2 separate regions of the Oryctolagus cuniculus genome follow, and region 2 is linked to region 1. Evidence: chromatin contacts called from public Micro-C data. All regions are on one chromosome and are shown on one strand. The core of a region is the stretch at or near the end of the contact, and the rest is flanking DNA. Distances in the headings are between cores, read along the strand shown. Region 1 holds the start of ABCA1 (ATP binding cassette subfamily A member 1). Region 2 holds the start of SLC44A1 (solute carrier family 44 member 1).

Region 1 (6,597 bases), core at 3,316-5,815:
TACCCTGACATTCTATTTTCGAGGTCTGACACAAGAAGACATTTGAGATCAGAGTCTACTTACAAATATCTGATTGAAGCAATAGTATAGTTTTCATTTTAAACCAAACTAAAAAATTATTAGAGTTGAGTAAATTTTACTGTCTGTTCTTTGCATGGTTTGGCGATCCCTAGGCAGCCAACGTCTCAACCGGCTGAAGAGAATTTGGCTGGCTCACTCATGGCAACAGGAAAATACAATTCAGACTGTGGATTCTGATAAGGGCTACAGCAGATGCATGCAGAGAATACACTAAGCATCCTTAGAAGTGCCCTGCTCACACAGCAGCTGAAATCCTGCCACCCCGTTGTTTAATGTGGAAGTTAAAGAATTCTGGAACTTACTGGCTAAGTCCAAATCTTAGCTCTGCCACTTGCAAAACGTGTGGCCAGGGACAAGCTACTTGGCTTCTCTGTTTTTCAATCTGTAAAATAGGGATAATAATGGGTTTGTTGTGAAGATTAAGCAAGTATTTAGAACAATACTTGACACATAGTACTATGTAAGTGTCTATCAAATAAACATTGCAGGGGTGAGTGAGAAGTGCAGTAAAGATGCCACTTGGGAATGCCTGCATCCTACATCGTGTGACTGGGTTCAAGTCCTGGCTCCACTTCCAATTGCAGTATTCCTGCTAATGTGCATCCTGGAAGGCAGCAGATGATGACTTGAGCACTTGGGTCTCTGTCACCACGTGGGAAATCTGGATGGAGTTCTGGGCTCCAGACTTCAGCCAGGCCCAGGCCCAGCTGTTGCTGCAAGCATTTGAGGAGTGAACCAGCAAAAGAAAGATTTGTGTGTGTCTGCCTTTCAAATAAAATGAAAATAAACTTCAAAATTTATTCAAAAAATAAAAATTGTAATATCTTTGGCATTCCTGGAAATTCTCCCATGCAGATATGAAAACGGTCTCCATTTTTAGAGTAAGCCCACTCCCAGCACATAAAGTATTCAGAATCTTCTGAAAATTGATGCTTGAATAATTGACCACAAGAAACATCATAATTGCATTAGTTCTTTAGTATCTAGATTCAAGAATATTTTAGAAATGCAAAAGCCACATACATTTTGATATTTTCTTTGATATCCAAAGGTTTTTAATTTAAAAGAGTGTAAAGCAATATCCATTTAAATATTTTAGGAGATAAAATTGAAAAAGCAAAGATCTTAATTTTTTTGTTGTTTCTAATTTCTTTTTTTAAAGCTTTTATTTCATGAATGCAAATTTCATAGGTACAACTTTAGGAATACAGTGGTTCTTGCCCCCCATACCCACCCTCCCACCACCATTCCCATCCCATTCTTCATTAAGATTCATTTTTAATTAAATTTATAAACAGAAGACCAACTGTATACTAAGTAAAGATTTCAAGTTTGCACCCACACACACACACACACACTACGTGTAAGGTACTGTTTGATAAAAAGTTTCACAGTTAATTCGCAAAGATCTTAATTTGCAATCACTACAGTATAGCATAAACATCCTGGTTTATGGGAAAGGAGACACACCCACACCCACCCCCCAAAAAAAAAGCCAGAAAAATATTCCAACTCCTCTCTCTGTATTAGGTAAGTGCTACAAAAGGTAGTAAAAAGCTGAGTTGCTGAGTTTCATTCATTTTTAATGTTTGCCTTGGGACTTCCTTGAGCAGAGGTTGAAAACCATCAAGCCCTAATCACCCTTCTCCAACCTTAGACTAATGGACGTTTCACATGAACTGTAAACACACTGAGCCGCAGTTGTCCAGCGTCCACTACACACTTCATTTAGAAGTCAGTCTAAATGCTCGTAAGCATGCAGATTTCCAGTGCTCCTCTGCAGGGAAGACACCCACACCACAGGTGTCACAGTCACAGATCTGTCACTCTGCAACACCAGGCTGCACCTGCAAAGAAACTCATGAGTGACTCACTACACTACAGTAGCAATTCTTGCCCATTTAGACTGTGGTCATCACGAAGGCTGGAGTCTCCATCCCCTCATCCCTATGGTCCTACTGCTTATTCTCCAATAGATACTGTTTTGTTCTGTATAGCTAATGTTTTCCCAAAAATCCCTATCACAAATTATTTTAATGGTTTATGAGAGCACTTGGGGAACAGGCTCACACCAAAACTGTGTACTTGAACAATTATCCTGTCTGAAGAGAGTCTCCTTGGGAATATTCTCCATGCTCCCATGCTTTCTGTGCTTTGGAAGTTTCTGGTAAGAATGAGAATAACAGGAAGCCCCCATCACTTTTGTGTTAATAGGTTGAAATATAAGAGATGAGAAAGTATTATTTTAGCTGATTTTTTTTTAAGAAGATGTGATAGGTTCACTTTTCTCTCCTTTATTCTTTATTTGAAAGGCAGAGTTACAGAGAGAGAGAGAGAGAGAGGTCTTCCATCAGCTGGTTCACTCCCCAATTGGCCTCAACGGCCAGAGCTGCGCTGATCTGAAGCCAGGAGCCAGGAGCCTCCTCTGGCTCTCTCACGCGGGTGCAGGGGCCCGAGGACTTGGGCCATCTTCTACTGCTTCCCAGGCCATAGCAGAGAGCTGGATCTGAAGTGGAGCAGCCAGGAATTGAACTGGCACTCATATGGGATGCCCACACGGCAGGCAGTGGCTTTACCCACTACGCCTCAGTGCTGGCCCCTTTAGTTTATAAGTTTTGTCTAAAATCAAAACTTGGATCTGGGTTCCAAGCTATTGTTGTCAGTTGTTCTTTATGGGAGTGGGGCTTGGAACATACAGAAAAAGTTACTTGCTGATTTTCACCACCAGATAAGTTGTTTAAAATATCAAATCTGTCCTTGATTTTATGAATGTTTACACCACTCACTTCCTTTCTGAGGTGTCACTGAAAAGTCTTGGGTTTTAAAAGCTGATGGGATCAATGCCCGCACAAAAGGAAAGGCAATTACTTCTAGTGCCAAACACTTTATTATTCTGTCTTCATTTTTCATCTTCTCTCCTGCTTCTGGTAATTCCTGAAAAAGAGATGCACCTACACAAAATCCGGCCACGGGCTGATGCCCCTAGAACCTTCTCTGATTTGGCAATGCTCTGGAGTCAGAAAGAAGGCTAATAAATAAAACAAAAAACAGACGGCCTTTCTTTCACCTCAACCCCCAAGGTTCCTCCCGGTCTGCACCGGGATTCACGATCAAGGAGCCCGCGGGCGCCAACGCCCCGTGGAGTCTTGTCCTACTCCACCACAGGCCGATTCCTAGGCCACCCAGCCAGGAGGCGCTGCGGGTCAGTCTCTGGGGGCCTCCCGCAGCCGGCGCCCAGCTCCCCCACCCGCACAGCACAGCCTAGCTCAGCCGCCAAGCTGCAAGTTCTGCGCCGCCCGCCGGGGTTACTCGCGGTCATTCTGCTGCACCACCTCTGCCCGGCTTCCCCATCCGTGCCCTGCCTGAAGCTGCCCCCCACGACACGAGCAACAAAGGCCAGGGAGATAGGGCAGAGCGGGGAGGAAGGAATGGGCACCCCAGCTCCAAGTTTCCGCGAGCTCTCCCGAAGTCTTGCGTTTAAAAGGTACAAAACTCATCCCTCCCCCCCCCCCCCATGCGCCAAGGACACCAGCCCCACGGAACGCAGGAAGACGGCAGACAAGCCATCCCCAAGTCAAACAAAACCCCCAAGGCCTCAAGCGAGCAATAGCACAATGGACCCTGTTTGGGACACCTCCTACACGCGTTCTTGGGGGACAAGCAGGCGCAGCTCCAGTCCCCGGGCGCACGGAGTCAAACCCCAGGTCCGAGCCTAACTCAGCCCAAGCTGAGTGGGGCTTCGGAGCTAGCACAGGTCCCGGTGGGCGCTGGCAGACCCGCGGCCAGAGGGGTTTGCATTGGGCTCAGGCGCTCCGGAACAAAGAGAAGCGCTCGGTGCAGGACCCGCGCCTCTCCCGACCGGAGCAGCGGCGCCCCGAGTACGCGCAAGAACCCCCGCCCCGCGGCGCCGCAGGTACCGCTCCTGGGTCTCCAAGCCCGGAGATGATGCCCGGGCTCCACGGCCGCCGCGCGAGCCCCAAGCGCAGCAAGCGCCGGGTCCTAGGGTGGCCGGTCTCGTCTTCAGACACCTTTTCCCATTTACGCCGCCCCACTCTATTCGCATCGCAAACGGTGGGAATGTCGGGGTCCGGACGAAAGTCCCCGAATCCCACCGCTTCCCCACACAATAACACCCAAGTCACTGGAAAGTCTCTTACCTGCTTTCCACTTTTGTTTGCGCCTCTTTCCCCCAACCCCGTGACAAACCCTTCCGGAGAAGGGGAGGAAAAGAAGAGGGGGCAAAAAAAAAAATTAGGGAGCAAAGCGCAGGAAGCAATAGGCCCTGGCTGCGGGGGTCCTGGGGCGCCCCCTGCCCTGTCCGCCCGCGCTTGGGGAGAGGGGTGTCGGCGCGGCTGGGCCGGTCCCGGCCGCACTCACTCTCCGTCGGAATTACTGTTTTTTGCCGCGACTAGTTCCTTTTATAGATTCGGCTGTGCCGGGCGCCGGGGTTACTATCGGTCAAAGCCTGTTCTCTCCCTCCTCCCCGCCCCCCGGCCCGGCCTCTGTTTATGTAGTGCAGTCACTCAGCAGCCAGCACGTGGAGCCGCGGCCCGCCCCTTAAACGGGCGACGTCCGGCCCGGGGCGGAGGGCGGAGGGCGCCGCCTGCACGGCCGGTTTCGTGGGGTCCGGGGGTGGGCTGTCCGCGCCCCTTGCCCCTCCCCGGGCCAGCCAACCCAGGGCTAGTGGAAGACGCGGGTCTGGGGCTGCACCCGAGACTCCTCTGAGTTCCGGGCAGCCAACAGCGCCGGCGGGAACGGTTTCCTCAAAACTTGAGTTTTCCGCCTTCCCCCCCCCACCCCCCGCCCCCGCTTTGTTCGTTTCCTCAGTCGCTGGGATTGGGAGAGAGGGAGCTCCGGGCTGGAACCCCTCGGGACGCCAGCCCTGTAGTCTTTGCTTTCAGCGACCTAAATGGAGTAGGAATGACTGGCTGCTTTTGTTTTCCAACACAAACCTTGCCTTTGGTTTTCCCTGGGAGACCCCCAGCCCCGGCACCCCAGAGCCCTCCGGGGAAGCCTGAAGAGCGTCTTGCTCCACCTCTTCCTAAGTAGAGACGGAGGGCTGGGGGGATGGAACAGTGTGGAGCAGCCTGCTTTTTATTTTCCTGTGACTGGTCAGAGCCCCCGTGATAAATACTCAGGGCTCGTAGGTAAGCTCGTCTGTATTTGCCGAGTGCAGCTCGAGAATCGCGGTTGTGTGAAATTATATAACCTCTCCGGTTTTCCAATGCTCCCTTGGGCTTTTTGGCAGTCAGGAGCAAGAGCACCCAAAAACGTGCGAGGGGCAGAGACAAGAGGGCACGCGGAGGCCCACATACCATCTGTCTAAATATTTAGGTCCTAAATCCAGACAAGGGACGGTAAAATAAACATCTCTTACCTTGACAAAGACGCCTTTGTCGGGCAACCTTGAAGGGCAGGTTCACATTTAGACTGCTCACGGTTTGACCTGATTTTGGCAAGAATGTGGTGGAGAGGGACAGCTGCCCCCAGCCCCGCTCTGCTCCAGCATCTCACAGAACCCCCGCTGCCTGCCTGTGGACACACACCCCCCAACACACACACACACACACACACACACACACACACACCCTGCTTGTGCCCCCTCAACTCCACAGGCACTCGTACCTCTGGACCACAATTCAAGCACAGAGGCCCAAGTCCATGGTTCTGTGAACATTCGAGGACAGAAAATAGGCCCCAGCAGACCCTGCGACTGCACACAAGGATCTTGGGGCAAGAATTCTAGGGCCCCGGGTCCTCACGATCCTGGGTGGCACAGTCCCTTATCCCCATGGATGCCTTCCCTTGCCAAGAAGGAGTAGCATTTGAGGAGTGGTCACACCCAAGCCTTCCAAAGCCCAGGGCATAGGGGAGGGATCCGTCTTGCCTCAGTCCTTGGGTCCCAGGGTCAGACTTGACCCAACCACAGGATTTGCCATGTAGATGAAGTCTCTCTGCCTCAGTTTCTTCCTCTGTAGAGAGAATGTAATTGCTCTCTTTAGCCTCACAGGGATTTTCTGAAAATGAAGTTTGTTGACATCTTCAAACTCCTTGGAGGAATGACACTATAGACTGAGAGGGTACTAGTAGCTGAAAATCGGTGTCATTTTCAGGTGTCACCTATGGCCTATAAAGTTTTGAAAGTCCAGGATTAGGAAAGAGTTAAAAATAATCTCTCTCTGGGGTCGGTGCCATGGTGCAGGTTAATCCTCCGCCTGCGGCGTTGGCATCCCATGTGGGCGCCAGTTCGAGACCCAGCTGCTCCACTTCCAGTCCAGCTCTCTGCTATGGCCTGGGAAAGCAGTAGAAGATGGCCCAAGTCCTTGGGCCCCTGCACCGACGTGGGAGACTGGGAAGAAGCTCCTGGCTCCTGGCTTCGGATCAGCGCAGCTCCGGCTGTCGCGGCCATTTAGGGAGTAAACCAATGGACAGAAGACCTTTCTCTCTCTCTCTCTCCCTCCCACTGTCTGTAACTCTGCCTCTTAAATAAATAAATAAAATCTTTTAAAAATTTAA
Region 2 (7,049 bases), core at 4,195-6,694, 290 kb after region 1:
TTGCTTTCAAATCTAGTTTCCTACTAATGTGTACCCTGGGAGGCAGCATGTGATGGCTCATATACTCAGGTCCCTGTCACCCTTGTGGGAGACACAGATTGAGTTCCTGACTCTGGAACTTGGTCTGAGCCAACTCTGGGGTATTGTGGTCATTTGAGGAGTGAACCATTGGAAGAAAGATCTCTCTGTCCCCTGCCCTTCCAATCACCATCTTTCAAATAAAATAAACAAGAAACCAAACAAATAATTTAAAAATGTTTATGTAGTTATCTATATTTTGTTAAGATGTTAGACTACCGTAGCAGCCAAAGAAAGGTCCCTTATACTTCTAATATTATTAAAATGAATGAATTATTTCAATAGTTTTACAAAAAAAACTTAAGCATTAAAATAGTCAGTCATTTACTATTTTGTGAAATCTTTCCTTTGATATATTCTCAGCATATACAAATCTAAACCACTAGGAACTCATTGACAAAATCCTTTTACTTGTTTAAAACCATTTATGAACATTCCTAGGTACTAAGCTTTTTTCTTGGCATTTGATATACAGTAGGAACCTGTCTAATGAAAGTAAGAATGCAAATTATTACTGGGAAAACGTAATATAGCAATTCTTAAAACAAACCAATCTCTGTGGACTTCCTCTAACCTTATATGAGGGATCTTCATAAAGCTCATGGAGAATAAGTATAATGGAAAAAACTGCATAAATTTTAATATTTTTGCATCAAAATAAACATTTTAATTCCATTTCCCACAAACATTTTGAAGTACCTTCATAAGGCATGTGCACTCATACCTCTCATTGTATTGAAACTATATTTCTTGTTTGGCCTTTCCAGCAAAGTAAGGAACTTACAGATAACAAATGTGTTGTATTTGTCCTTAAAATACTGGCACCTTGCTCGATAGCTGGCTCGTTATAATGATTCAAGAAATATATTATTAAAGAAATTGATTTCCCTACTTTACAAATTGCCTTTTTACTTCTGAAATTAATACTCATGACCCTGCCTCCACTTTTCTCACCTTCTTCAATCTACCACCCCAAAATAAAAACCAACATTAGTTTTATATTAGAAACAACTCAAATTCTTGAGGATTGATGTTTGAGCACTTGCTGCTCAATCAAAATCAAACACTTAGTTCATAGGAAGGAGTAAATTAAAACAATTATTGAAAGACTAAAGAGGCTGGCGCCACAGCTCACTAGGCTAATCCTCCGCCTTGCGGCACCGGCACACAGGGTTCTAGTCCCGGTCGGGGCACTGGATTCTGTCCTGGTTGCCCCTCTTCCAGGCCAGCTCTCTGCTGTGGCCAGGGAGTGCAGTGGAGGATGGCCCAAGTCCTTGGGCCCTGCACCCCATGGGAGACCAGGATAAGTACCTGGCTCCTGGCTTCGGATCAGCGTGGTGCGCCAGCTGCGGCGGCCATTGGAGGGTGAACCAACGGCAAAGGAAGACCTTTCTCTCTGTCTCTCTCACTGTCCACTCTGCCTGTCAAAAAAAAAAAAAAAAAAAAAAAAGACTAATGAAAAATTAAAAGTCATTCAGAAAATGAATAGGGAAAATGCTATACTCCAACACATGTTCACAGTAAGCATTTTTAGAACATTTATAAGATGTCTGATCTTGCAACAAAAATCCAAGTGAAGCCATAAACAAAAGCCACGGTTATTAATTAACACTGGAGAAACAGTGAGTTACATGTGTGGGCAGAAACAAAGTTGCAGAGCTGAGGATTTATGAATCTCTTTGGAGTCTTGTTGGGAACAATGTTGTCTTTTTTCCATTACACTCCTGAGTTCAGGAAAGCTCAATCTGGGTGAGTTTCTAACCTCTGGCTTAGGCTGCTAACACATCTGAGAGAGCCACTCCTACCTCTCTGTAATGAATGAACAGTTACAGTCCTTGGTTACAATCAGTTTTCGCTTTCGGAGTGTCTCCCAGGGGTGGTAAGGGAATGCTCAGAGGAGGAGGTTGTGAGGTGGATCTGGCAGCTGGGGCTCTGTTGAAGTGACTATGCTCTTGTGGGATGCGGCTGTGAACACAGTATGTGCTTCAATGTAAATAACACAGTCAAAGCACCAAATGCCACAGTGTTTAAATTAGACAACTATTCTGAGCAGCTATAGACACACTCACGTTATAAATGCATTTATATTGCTGTTACCGAAAAACCTGAACTTACGTAAACAATGAGTCAGGTTTTATGAAAATCATTACAAAGTTCAGCGTTTCCACGCCGTGAATGGCCAGCACCAAGCCCTTCATCTGAAGCTGGAAACCCTGAAATTCATATGGCCAATTATGTAATACTAGACCATTGGGAAACGCTTCTGGCTGGCTCAGCTGGTGATCTGATTTTACCCTGCACCACCAAGATTGATAGACCTCATAATTTTATCCTGGTTAGTGCAGATGCTGTTCTTACATAAGTTCTTGAAAAACTCCCTTTATCCAGAAGAAAAAGAAATAAAAACCTACACTCTTCTAAAGGGATTTGCCCTGATGACATCTCAAGGTGGTAAGATCAGTACCCTGAGTACTGGCTAGAGAAAAAAAAAAAAAACAAAAAAAACAAAAAAAACCTCTTTCCTGTTTTCTAAATTCTCTGTAGCTTAATTTCATTGAATGCTGTGTATACTTGTTTACAAGAAAGAGTGAAAAGGAACTATAATTTGCCCCCTTCGAAATCACTCCTTTTATGAGGCTTCTTGGGGCATGAGAGGGATAGTAAAGAGACTGGATCTTACAAGGCACAGAGTATAAATGCAGGGCCTTTAGCTTCTCTCATGCTACTGACTCTACTGACAGGGAGGTATAATTTTAAAACATCACATTCATATGCATGTATGATGCATACATACATAATTAGCATACTTACAAGGCATCTTGCAGAACTTTAGAACTCCTAGTTCTATTAACCCTTCAAGGGAAAATTGGATTTCAGATCTGTCAAGCACAGTGAAATGTGTCCCCTTTCAAGGATATGCACCCATCATCCATGTCTAGGAAAGAGAGCTCCCAAAAAGTAAACTACATTTTTATGAAGCAGTCTGTTCCGGATTTATCTGCTTCTACAGTTCTAATTACAAAATAAGCACTAGCTACTACGTGGACAACTGCACTCACCAAAAAGATTTTTATAATCTGGGAGAGATGCTTCCATACTGACTCTGCTAAGAGAAACAGCTCCCCTTTCCTTGATTATAAAAAAGGAAGACAGATGGCTTCTTGTTTAAGACTGTAATTTTACTTTCAGCCTCCTCCCTCAGTTAAAAACAAGATGTACTTTTCTGGCTTTGAGAGGAAATCTCAAGGGAAGGATTTTTATTCCTGGATGCATTGAATAATTCAACAAACAGTTGAGAGAGCTGAGGGAGATACAAAAGAGAAAATACTTTCCCTTGTTCTCAGGGAGTTTATAATCTACTTGTGAACCACAGCCATTACATTTTTATTTCTTCACTTCTATTTAACGGCCTGATGGTCACCAGCAAAACACTTAGGACTCCTCAGCCCTGTGGTATGGGGGGCCCTCTGATCCTACTGGGAGACAGGCAGAGTGCAAAAGAACGGACGCTCTCCAAGTGGTACTAGAGTGCTTCCTGACCTTCCAGCTGTGCCCTTACCAATCTAATCTGGACAACAACCCGCTGCAGTTATCCTTGTTACCAGCATTTCAAAGGGGAGGAGAAGGAGGTTTAGAGAAGTCACTCATTCGCAGTCCACAGACCCAGGAAATGGTCTTGGTGCCCACCAACTAGGAATTCTCTCCTGGCCTTTTCTCTGATTGACCTCAGGCTCGCATCCCAACCTGGCTTTGCTTAGATTCCCTTTCAATGCCCATGAAGTCAACTCTTGTGATTTTTCTTGACCTTCGAGGCTGAGTAGTCTCTACAACTTGCTAGCTTTTATTTGGCCAGTTGCTCATTCCAGAGTCTCACTCCCTTGCATCTTTACAAATCGTTTCTTTTCTTTTCTAACCGTTGTATCTTTCAGACATTTTTGGCAAGATGAAATGAGACACGAAGCTGCTTATAATGGTCTTTGGGATGCAGTTCTGTTAATATTAAACAGCCTCTTTCAGTTTCTTTCCTGCCACCTTTAAACTGTTCTCATCTCATACTACTTCTTTAAGAATTTATTTATTTTCATCTTTTTATTCAAAAGGCAGAGAGACAAACACAAACAGACTTTCCATCAACTGCTTCAATCCCCAAATGCCTGCAACAGCTGGGGTTGGGCCAGGCGCAGCCAGGGGTCAGGAACTCACTCAACCCAGGTCTCCCACAGGACTGTCAAAGACCCAAGTATTTGGGCCAACACCTGCTGCCTCCTAGGGACTGGAATCAGGAGCAGAGCCAAGACTCCAACCTAGACATGGGACGCGTGTGTCCGAAGCGACTCTGAACCACTGGGCCAAAAGCCAGCCTCGCACGGCGTTTCTAGGGATGCTTTGGGGGATGGAACATTTTTTTAGGTAGTGGCCATGTCTAGTAGCTTCAGGGAAGACAGCAGGAACTTTTGTTTTCACCTCTTTATTCTCATTGCTTTTAAGTTACTGGAACTTAGTATCTTCTCAGTAAACATTTTTAGTATGAATGAAATGAATGAACCCACTTACTGGGTTTTGTGAACGCTCCTGTATAAGAAAGCTTAGTTCACACTCCATACTCTTTTGACTCTAGAGCCTGGAAAACTTTTTGGCTTTTTTCCCCATTTCCGGTTGGTTCTTCATTTCAATTTCAAACTTGAGTGCGTTTCATTTAACTCTTGTCCCCTTGAAGGTTCAGTTTTCACATCGGCAAAATGGGGCAATGGCAACGAATGCTTGTTTCTGTTCCTCTATCACCCATTCCTTCTCCAGGGCAGGTTTATGCTGGACGCGTTCCTCTGGATACAAAAGCAGCCAACAACGCTGCAAGAGACCATCAAGTTTCCCAGCTGTGTATTCACCAGGGGAGAAGGAGAAGCTCCGTGTGCCTCCACGGTCCGGAAGCAACCCGGCCCCATTTCGGCAGCGAGCCTGCCCGGTCCTTGGGCGCCTCAGCCCCAGACGCCCTCTCGCCCCGAGGCAATCCTCAGCCTCGGTGCCACCGCGAAATGGGCCCGGCGCCGCGCAGGCTCCGACGCGCGCCCAAGGGTCCGGCCTCGTGCTGGCTGCCGCCGCCCTGCCGCCCGCGCGGCGCTGCACTGGGGGCGGGGAGTCTGATGGGAGACGCGCGCGGCGCTGAGGAGGCGGCGGCCCGGGAGAGGGAGCGGGAGAGGGACTGGGCGCGGGAGGCGGGAGGCGGGGGACAGGGGGAGGCGCCGCCGCCGCCGCCGCCGCCCGCCCCTTTCCGCTGGGAAGCAGCTGCAGCAGCAGGAGCGGAGCAGGAGCCGCGCAGCCGCCGCCGCCGGGGGATGTGGCCGGCGCCTGCCCCGAGCCGCGCCGCCTCCTGAGTGCCCGCCGCCGCCGCCAAACCGTCAAGCCGTGCGGGGCCAGGCCGCGCCCTCCCCGGGCGCCCGCCGGCTCGCATGCCGAGGGGCTCCGGGGCGTAGCTGCGCCCGGCGCCGCCTCCGGGCTCCCCCGGCCCCGCCATGGGCTGCTGCAGCTCCGCCTCCTCCGCCGCGCAGGTGAGGGGCGCCCGCCTCCCGGCCGCCCGCCCGGATGCCTCCCCCGCGCTGCGCCTCGCTGTCGGGCGCCCGACGCTTCTTGCTGCCCCGGCTGCCCTCAGCGCCCCGTGCGCTCCCGAGACCCCCATCCCGGCTCTCCCGCCTTCAGGCGCCCCCGCCGGGCCCCCCGCGCGCGCCCTCTGCATCTCCGGCCCCTTCCCGACTTGGCCTCCCAGGCACACCTGAGCGGCGCGTCCCGCTCGCCGCAGGTAGAGGCGACGCGGGCGCCTCCTCTCCGCCCCAGAGGGCAGCGCTTCCCTGTCCCCCGGGCCCTGCTCCCCTTCCCACCTCGCCCTCCGCTGACTCTTTTCTGTGCACCCCCAGCTTGGGCGCGTTCCCTCCGGGTTCCAGTTTCTGCTCCATCGTATATGTTGTCCCTTCCCTCCTGCCAGCCGCCCCCGGCCGGGTTCAAGTACTCCAGGGTCCCGGAGCCCTGCCCCGGCCCGCTTCCCGGTCCCATCCCCCCTTTGTGCCTTGACCCCGGGCACCGCGGCCTCTTCGCACCGGAGGCCCCTGCGGGAGCGCGGGCACTGGGCTGGGGAGCAGATTGGGCACCTGGTGGGTGACGGGAGCGTTGCGGAAACTCCCTCTTTGTTGCCAGTGTAACAGGAGGAAGAGGTGCCGAATTTAGTTTTTCTGTGGGCACTGGCTGAATGTTGTCGCGGAGGGCTCGGATGCAGAGATTTCGCCCAGCTCCTACCCTGCCCCCATCCAAATTTCGGCAGCCTCCTTCCCTCTTTGCGATCCGAGCCCTTAACCTGGGTGGAAATGTTTATAGACAACTGTCTAAGGATCAAACGTAATGGAACTTGACTGCTGGCCACTAATAACTGAGAGGACCTGTTTGTAAATTACCTAATTTACTGGATTAGTGAGTGTATTTACAAATACGATAAAAAGCCATCAGGAATACTGCATCAAACTGAGTGCTGGTGGTGTATGAAAAATAGGCTCTAACAACGCCTGCGATGTCATCGCCACAGTTTCATTAGCGTAGAATTTGACTGTGGTCTGCGATCTGTTTGTTTTGAGGGGGAGAAAGGGGCTCTTGTTTTTAGGAATAAAGGCTGGTTGTTTTGGGTGAAGAAAAATGCTAGTTTGGGGGGAACATTCCTCCAGAGATCTAGCATCTGTGATAATGCCAGAAGTGTTTTGCTGCTGCTCACCGACTATATATAACTCAGTTTTAAATAACCTGCATACTTGTTCTGAAAATCCAAGATCTGTTAGAAAATGACTAGCATTGCAGATGAATGGAGGGCCTTTATGTTTTGTGAGATCTCCCTCCTGTCTGTCCAGTTCTTAGCCTCGCTGGTTTACTTAGTTAAATATTCCTATTCAGTTGGAATCGCAAGGAAAAACTGCATGTGGTGGTTTAGGCAGCAG

Evidence for each region. Hi-C and Micro-C count contacts between places; a contact is called where the count stands out from the background.
Region 2: a Micro-C map of ear pinna shows a contact between it and region 1, with 4 times the contacts expected there. The contact joins the promoter of SLC44A1 here to the promoter of ABCA1 in region 1. A contact is called at or near these places in 2 of 6 Hi-C or Micro-C datasets (ear pinna and skin fibroblasts).

The regions. Positions count from the first base shown.
Region 1 is chr1:208,761,531-208,768,127 of mOryCun1.1, forward strand. It overlaps ABCA1 (ATP binding cassette subfamily A member 1), which reads right to left and starts at 4,566. Exons shown (of 49, transcript XM_051855993.2): 1 at 4,239-4,566.
Region 2 is chr1:209,050,811-209,057,859 of mOryCun1.1, forward strand. It overlaps SLC44A1 (solute carrier family 44 member 1), which reads left to right and starts at 5,445. Exons shown (of 16, transcript XM_051855997.2): 1 at 5,445-5,624. The coding sequence starts at 5,589. LOC138844917 (a long non-coding RNA gene) reads right to left here and starts at 6,097. Exons shown (of 2, transcript XR_011381339.1): 1 at 5,952-6,097; 2 at 4,531-4,926.